Linked DNA regions of Rattus norvegicus: region 1 is linked to region 2. The links are chromatin contacts, called in public Hi-C maps. All regions are on one chromosome and are shown on one strand. Each heading gives the region's core, a stretch centred on a gene start, on an enhancer-like site or on the middle of the called end of the contact. The rest is flanking DNA. Distances are from core to core; before and after follow the strand shown.

Region 1 (4,092 bases), core at 487-2,986, 75 kb before region 2:
CGAGATCTGCCCGCCTCTGTCTCCCTCGTGCTGGCGCTAGGGGTGCCACTACACCCAGCTCCTCGTGTGTACTTCCGAAAGCTCAGGGGTCACTGTGCTGAGCTACAAAGCACTGATGAAAAGGCCCCGGTGATGCAGCCGTGTGCCGTGTTTCTGGACTGAAGAGTCACAGAGTAAAGAAGTCAGCTCCCCTAACCGAGGCACAGGGTCAGTGCATTCTGTCAGTGCCCACGGGGCATTTGTTCTATAGGTCTACACAGCAGCACTGACCGTTTATATGGGAGAGCAAAGCCACCGGAAGAGAGCGAAAACAGTTCCAAGGAAAATGTAGAGGGAGGAGACCATCTCTCCGATGCCCGAGACTCGCCAAGAGCTGTAATAATCACGGCCGGCCTCATGGTACAGAACATCAAACACCCACCCGGCTTTTGACAAACAGGAAGGAAAAGCAGTCCAGCAGGAGAGCTCCTAGCAGCAGGCGTCAAAGCAGATAAACACTGGCAGACAATTAGAACGTTCAAAACTCAGAAATTTAAGGGAAATAAAAGTTTACAAAATGAGCAAAGACGTAAGCCGTCTTTTAGCAAAGACGTCACACAGACGGCAGATCAGCACGTGAAAATACCATTTGCTGTCAGGGATAAACAAACAAAGTTCATGACGAAACAGCACATACCACAGTGGTGCCTCATCCCTGACTAGGCTTCAGGGAGCTCTGAGAAGTTTGCCAGATACTGTATGAGTCTACTTCTGTGAGGAACCCAGCTAGTCAATTCAGAGATGAGAAAGAGAATGGCAGGGCCATGGAGAGCAGGAGGAGTTGTATCTAATGAGAGAGGACTTCCCCTGGGAAGACGGGAGAGTCCTGGAGTTACAGTGGTGGCGATGGTTACACAACAGTGAGGATGCACTTGGTACCCTGACTACATTCCCTGAAATGGCTACAGTGACGACAACAAGGTAAGGGTCTTACGTCATCACGGAAGCCAGCGATTGTGTAGGAGCAGGAGGTCGGGAGTTAACGCCAAGTGACCAATACCACAATGACCAAGAAGCACACTGGGCCCCAAAGTACCTGGGACTGCACTGGGGAGTACGGACTTCCAGGCTCCCCACTCAGCAGGGTCTCGCTGTTCATTTTTGTCTTCAGACAGGCAATGTACCGACTACAGAAGTCTTTACAGAGCTCGTTCACCTTCTCCAGTTCAAGAAGATGAATACGCAGGACCTGGATTGCTTTCACCATCTAGAGGTAGGGAAAATACAGACTTTGAAGTGGGAAACAGTGTGCCATCGTCTGTATGAGAAGCTGCCATCGTCATACACTGCTTACTTATTAGATGGAGACAGCGGCAGTGCTAGCGAGAGGAGAGGAGCAGCGTTGTGTCCTGGCCTCTGCCCTACTCGGGCTGCACCTGGGCCGCACGCAGAGCAGGGTGCCCCTTTCAGCATGGCTGTGCTGCAGCCTCGCCCTACTCCATCTCCACATCTTCATCTGTCCTGTAGGTGGCTCTCAAAGGCCAACCTCCAGCTCTGCCCTTTCTGGATCATGTGTCTGGTGTCAAGTCTGAGAACTCTGCATAGCTCTAGATCCCAACCTCTTGTGTTATTTCTCTCCTGTTTAATATGATGTCATCAAGCACCGAGGAGACTTGCTCCCAAGCAATGGGTCACAAATGCCAACAGTGCCCTGTCATTGGTACTCCTTGCTGGGAGCACAGGCCAGCCCCTCAGCCACAGGCTCATGTATGAAGTCATCTACATTCTTGATGCAGTGAGAGACCGGTCAGAAGCAAAAGCTATGGAGTGTGAACTGGGCTTAGATGGTGCTGCCAGTCAAAACACCGACTGAGCCAGGCCAGGGATGGGCCAGAACCAAAAGCTCTTCTGATTCTTGCTCAAATGACAGGCATTTCAGAGCACACGAGGCAGAGTCTGACACGGCCCACCTCGGAAGCCTCTCAGGTGGTAAAGATCAAGTAAGAAATGTAAAGCATCAGACCTAACACTGACACACTTTATCCACAGACAATAACGCTTCCAAAGACCCACTGAGTCCTGAGTCCCACAGGGAATTCACAAAACCCAGAGAAGGCCTTGCTGTGGGGTATCTGAGTCTGGCAGAGGCTCAGGCTCAAAGGCAGGCAGTGTAGGTGCCTTGAAGAAGGACGCTGTGTCCTCAAAGACCTCTCTCCACTGCGCTGGACAGGAAGAAGGCAGAGCAACTAGTGTCAGTGTTGGGAGGGAGCTGCTTTGCAGATGACGACTCAAGCCTGTTTCTAAGATTAGACCTGTACTCACGGCTCAAGTGGAGCAGACTCCCCCCGCCCCCTGTGGGAGCAGTCGGCCCCAAGGAATCTTCAGACACCCACCTCACGAGGAGGTGAGCCCCACCTCACGAGGAGGCACAATTAGTTAGATTGTTAAAGGGAAAATTAGCTAGAAACCAGGAGACCAGGAAGGTAAACTTCAAGAACAGATTTAAATCACAAAAAGTAGAAACAAAACACCAACTTTACTCACTAAGTTGTCTGTTTCCGGATCTTCACAGAAGAAGGGCTTCCCGTCCTTTTCTTGCTTCCTGACAAAGTTCTCAATGTCCACATCGAAGCTGGCGGACGTCGTGCCTTCTGATCCCTGTGTGGACTGCTCACATTTCTCAAACAGCAAAGCTAGCAATGGAAATAGCGGGTGCCTGTGGGGAAACAGAGCAAGGGTGTGCCACATCCCTCCAGGAACACTCTGGGATGTGTGCACCAATGGGCCTCTGCCCACACTGTCACAGGGATCTGTTTTTCAGTCAGGCTTCTAACTTGAGGCTCTCCTGCCTCAGCCTCAAGTCCCTGAAGTTACAGATGTGCATTGTCTGGCCTGTATGAATGATGTTTAAACAGCCTGTTACTTGTTTCTGTATATTCTTTTACAATTTTATGCTATGTGCATGCACACCTGGTGCCCATGGAGGCCAGAAGAGGGCGCCAGATCCCTCAGGTCCTCTGGAAGAACAATCTGTGCTCTTCCCCACTGAGCCATCTCTCTCAACCCATCCATCACTTGTTTTTTAATTCGTTTAGTAGTCAGAGTATGGCTACTCTGAGTAGAACTGTTTCATGAAATTTTTTTTTTTTTGGTTCTTTTTTTCGGAGCTGGGGACCGAACCCAGGGCCTTGCGCTTCCTAGGCAAGCGCTCTACCACTGAGCTAAATCCCCAACCCCTCATGAAATATTTTTAATGAGTTAGCTTTACACTATATGAAAATATCTTTTCAAAATTCCTAATCATTTCATTAACTTTTCCTTGTTATTTGTTTGCTATTTGACAGGGTCTTATTACATAGTCCAGACGGGCCTTGATTCCTGCTCCTCTCAGGCCAGCCTTCTGAGGCCTGGGCTATAGCATGGACTACCATGCCTGATTTCAATTTGTATGTGTGAACTATCCAACAATAAAATGGACCATTCTCGGTTCTTAGACCCTTACAAGTGTGTCTAGTCACCACTGTAAACAGGACACAGAGCAGCTCTAGGACACCCAGCCTTTCTTGTTCTCCCTTCCGTGTGCCATGCTGGAAGCCCTAGTTCCAGCAGAGGTCACCATCGTCAAGTTTTCTCTTGGTGTCATGGAAAAGCAATTATACAAAATGCAAGGCTTCTGAGAAGGGCTTAAGATAGCTGGGGTTCCTGTGAACACGTGTTGCAGCCATATACCTTCCTTTCCATGGGCCCACCACTGTCGAGAAACATCCAGGCTGTTTCTAGTCTGAGGATCATGAGTGAAGCTTCTAACACCCCGTGTACAGCTAGCTGTGCATCTACAGACCTGTGTTCACAGGACACTACAGTCAAAGGGAGGACGCACAGCCGGGTGTGTAGAACACTTGGGTGGTAGAGGCAGGTGGATCGTTGTGAGTTCAAGGCCAGCTTTACCTATATAGTGAGTTCCAGGGCAGGCTAGGACTACAGAGAGATCCCATCTTAAAAAGGACGAGGCAACCCAACCCCAAGTGCCCAGTATCTGCTGAAGGATAAACGTGGTGTATAAACAGGATACAGCCTCAAAGAGGAAGAAAGTCCCAGCAGGCTCTATATTAC
Region 2 (4,167 bases), core at 1,417-3,916:
GCGGGTTTAGGCAGAACTGAATCACATCCCTCTGGAATTCAGGCTAGGACACCTTTACTGTGGGGCTGACAAGAGGTATGTGTGCAGAGCAGGAAAGGCTGTGTGGGTAGGCACTGTCTAACAGTGCGAGCATTTAACACTGTCAATGGTCGATACCCAGACGGGGAGAAAACGAAGGAATCGCTGTAGCTTCACACACTCAAGCAGAGGAAATGCTAGTTTAGTGAAACTCAAACTGAGCTCAATTACCACTCCCCAAGAGGCAGCTCTTCACACATGTTCAAGGGTAGATCAGGGCTCCATGAATTAAGAAACTAAATTCAGGGGGCTGGGGATTTAGCTCAGTGGTAGAGCGCTTGCCTAGGAAGCGCAAGGCCCTGGGTTCGGTCCCCAGCTCCGGAAAAAAACAAAAAACCAAAAACTAAATTCAATGGACCCAATACACGAACCCTAAAAAACGTACAAGGCATAGGAAATAAAATTATCCCCGGGGGAGAAGCATTTAAAATATACAGCGTTTTCAGCTTGCCTACGCTGGCACTCAGAGAGGGTAAAATGTGACAGAAGTCAAAATGACTTTGAAGAGAGCTGAACACCAACTGGGCCCCAGCTGAGTAGAGCACAGCAGAAATTCAGGCTCCTAATTCCTTCCCCGAGGTCATGATGCCCCCCCCCCCCCCCCCAGGAAAGCCTCACCAGACTCTTGGGAAGTCAGGGAAAACTAGAAACCAGGGAAGGGAAAGTAGGGGGAGGGGGGGGGTCTCACTATTTCATGCTATTTCATGTGTTCCTGAGGGCTTGGAAATGCCAGAGCCCTTCTGCTCTCCCTGTTGGGTTGGCCATTTAAAAAGCACTACTCCCACATCTAGAGCTAACAGAGAGTCAAACCAAAGCCTTTGCCACCACCGATGAGGTCCAATCTCCCATCTAATTATGAATTGGAGTCTTAGGTTATGTCGCTGGTCCAACTCATTTCAGGCTATTGACTTTGCATTTTTTTGCCCTTGAGACCATCTTTAAAAATCTCACCTTTGAACACACTTTCCGTCTTGCTAGTTGGTCCTGCCGCCTTTTTATTATTCTCGGACTCTGTAGACAGGGGCACTGTAGAAGCCAGTTCTCCTCGGAACACCTTTGCCTCGAGAAGGGCAGCCTGGGGAGTCAACAAGGAAAGACACTCACCTTGATAACAGCCATTACAATGTTACATATTAATATTCATGCAGCACAATTACAATGTTCATCACATATGGGAATTATGAACATTCTGATAAGGACCCAAAAAGCTGCAAGAAAAATATACCCCAAGTTCCAGGAAAATCACTGTTAGCATCTGGGTAAATGAAAACATCCTTATTTCCCTAATCTCTGCAGAAATTTCCCAAGATAGGGATTGGGGATTTAGCTCAGTGGTAGAGTGCTTGCCTAGGAAGCGCAAGGCCCTGGGTTCGGTCCCCAGCTCCGAAAAAAAAGAACCAAAAAAAAAAAAAAAAAAAAAAGAAATTTCCCAAGATAGACACTTGGAAAGTTTTTATTAAAAATAAAGACATTTCCAGCTTCGTTATACAAAACTTCAGGATATCTTGGAGAAGGAGCCTGGTCCTGTGTTCTGCAGAAACCTGTGGTTCAGGCAGTAGGAAGTAGGTAGGAGACATGATTTCTGAGAAAAGCTCTTGCTGTCACATGTCTTGCAAAGCCTCATTAGACAAGACCTGTGTTAGCATGGGGGGAGGAGGAACGGGGGAGGGAAGTGCTGGCCTCTGGACTTCAGCCATCACCTAGATGGCCAGCGGTAACCCTCATGCCAGTATCCTGGATGAAGGCCCAGTTGGTTCTCAGCCCAATTCAGACTACTGGATCCTAGACAGGACAGCAAGTTTATTCTGATTATCTGGTTCCTCTACGAAATACTATGTTTCTTTTTGCAAAATTATCTCTCGACACTTAGTAAAGTTGCAGAAACACTATCTACTAGTAGATACGATGTAGATAATTGCTTCAGAAGTGTTACAATGTAAGAAGAATCTTACTGTAATTCCGCCGGCAACCGCTAAGGTATGGTGCTAGATCTTCATGTCCAGGCCCCAAAAAGAACCGGAAAAGTTCTATTTATATTGATGATTCTCCGCGTATGTGTACCAATAATTTGGAAAAAAATCGCTGGAAGTTATACCTGAAGGAGTAACTAGTGTTCATCTGACGATGGCGGCCCTCTGTCATCTGTATTTTATTTTGCTTTGAGCATTTCCTACTTTGGGGCCGGTTCAATGACAGCTCTTGACAAGCAAGCGCAGGGCCCTAGGTTTCATCCACCGAACCCAACCCAAACAAACCCCAACACTGATTTTGCAGAGAAAGTCGGGTTTTGCTTTTTAAACAGCCAAGGAGCCTTGGCTTCGCTCCTGCAGAGAAACCACTTCTCTTGGGGTCAGGTGAGCACAGGCCCTGGGACCTCTTTACCGCACCGAGCCCACGCGTGCAGCTAAGGGCCAGACTAAGGACCGGGTAGGTCTCTCCCGTTCGCTTTTTACCTTCAGCGCCCGGATTCGTCCTCCCCGCAGCAGGAGAGAGACCGCCATGGTACAGACGCCCAGCGCCGAGGTCGCACCTAGGTACGTAACCTGAGCGTGCACCCGCACAACCCGAGGCTCGGCCCCGCGTCACGTTCGCCAATCGTACACCAGGGTGGGGCCAAGCGCTTGCGCGCGCATTCTGGGCGGGCTCCCAGAGGCCACGCCTCTGACTGAGTCCACTAATCCCGGGTGAGAGTGCTTGGTGCCCGCCCCTTGGGCAGGTCTGGGTGGAAGTCCTGCCCCTGCGATCTGGGCCTGTCCACCTTGCCCTGATCTCACCCTTAACTCTAGTCTGCAACCTACTAAAGTTGTGCAACTAGGATCGTGTCCTTTGCGTTTCTGGTTCGTCTTGAGAGTCTTCTGTGTTTGGTGAGATTTTTGTGAGTTTGTTGTTTCTTGGAGATACAACTAGGTGGTAGGGCGTTTGCCTAATAGGGGCGTGGCCTTGCACAAACAAACCGGAAGCTGGGAGTGGTGGTGCCCACCTACCTTACCAGCACTAGGCAACTGTAAGGATTAATCAGTAGATAAATTCATTAATGAGGGCGCGTGCGCGCGCACACACACACACATACCCTCACCAGTTGTAGACCAAGTCTTCAACACACAAGGCTTTTCAGAGAACCATATACAAGGCATGGAGTATGGAGTTATTGGTTATCAATTCCTAATTCCACTGATTGATTGGTGCCCCCTCCCACGTTGCCCAGTGCACAGTATTTTACACAGATGGATATATCAACACCTCCAATTTCCACCAAGGAAACTTCAATGTCAATAAAAGGGTTCAGGACACTGAAATAAATTACTGGGGAGAAAAAATTTATTAGCACTATTAATGTTGTGTAAAGGCAAGCAGGGGGACAACAGCATAACAAGAGCTCCGAGGAGTGTCCAAGCCCCAGAGACAGAGCACATGGCCAGGTCTTTGAAAACTGGAGTCAGCCCATGTGGAAGCATCTAGCTTTGCGGATGGGAGTTTTTTGTTGTTGTTGTTTTTGGTTTTTTGTTTTTTGTTTTTTGTTTTTTTTTGGTTCTTTTTTTTCGTAGCTGGGGACCGAACCCAGGGCCTTGCGCTTCCTAGGCAAGCGTTCTACCACTGAGCTAAATCCCCAACCCCGGGAGTTTTTGTGACATGAGATTGCTACCTGTATTGTGGGCTGAGAAGAAGCTAGATTCTAACAGGGCAGCCTTACAAAATCCCGTGAGGTTGACTGGAAATGGGCCTCTGAACAACATCTGGAACCTCATTCGGGTGGCCAGATAAACTGCCAGCATCAAGAGCCACTTGATCTCGCGGAGCTCAGGAAGGCAGAAAGAGCAGATGCAGGTCTAGACAACAGTGTGGACACACCCACTGTCTCTAAAGGAAGAAGACACACACAGCATGCTGACAGAATTGTCTTTTTTCACCTAATCTTGTCTCCGAGGGACTCTCCCGTTCAACTTCCTTTTGTGTGCTTGCTTTACGGGTGAGTAAATAATACGGAAGGGAACAGGTACTACCTGTCCTTTGCGGGACCAGAGTTGGAACTTTAAGATCATGGGACTCAAAACCTCCACTTCTCACAGCTGACCAGTTTAGATGTTGGTG

Evidence for each region. Hi-C and Micro-C count contacts between places; a contact is called where the count stands out from the background.
Region 1: a contact with region 2 is called in a Hi-C map of the A7r5 cell line, with 2.4 times the contacts expected there. The contact joins the enhancer-like site here to the promoter of Ndufv3 in region 2. A contact is called at or near these places in 8 of 12 Hi-C or Micro-C datasets (the A7r5 cell line, Schwann cells, frontal cortex and 4 more).

The regions. Positions count from the first base shown.
Region 1 is chr20:9,686,530-9,690,621 of GRCr8, reverse strand. Pknox1 (PBX/knotted 1 homeobox 1) reads right to left here. Exons shown (of 10, transcript NM_001013074.2): 3 at 2,524-2,695; 4 at 1,076-1,246. Among named protein-coding and RNA genes, the nearest start is that of Pknox1, 6.9 kb to the right of the region's middle. Within about 2 kb of position 1,736, at least 9 of the 93 cell types and tissues checked have an H3K27ac peak or open chromatin away from gene starts, as enhancers often do. A contact at or near this core is called in the A7r5 cell line, where this site is marked.
Region 2 is chr20:9,612,285-9,616,451 of GRCr8, reverse strand. It overlaps Ndufv3 (NADH:ubiquinone oxidoreductase subunit V3), which reads right to left and starts at 2,666. Exons shown (of 4, transcript NM_022607.2): 1 at 2,532-2,666; 2 at 1,030-1,153. The coding sequence starts at 2,579. It overlaps LOC134483879 (a long non-coding RNA gene), which reads left to right and starts at 2,754. Exons shown (of 3, transcript XR_010061034.1): 1 at 2,754-2,942; 2 at 3,943-4,045.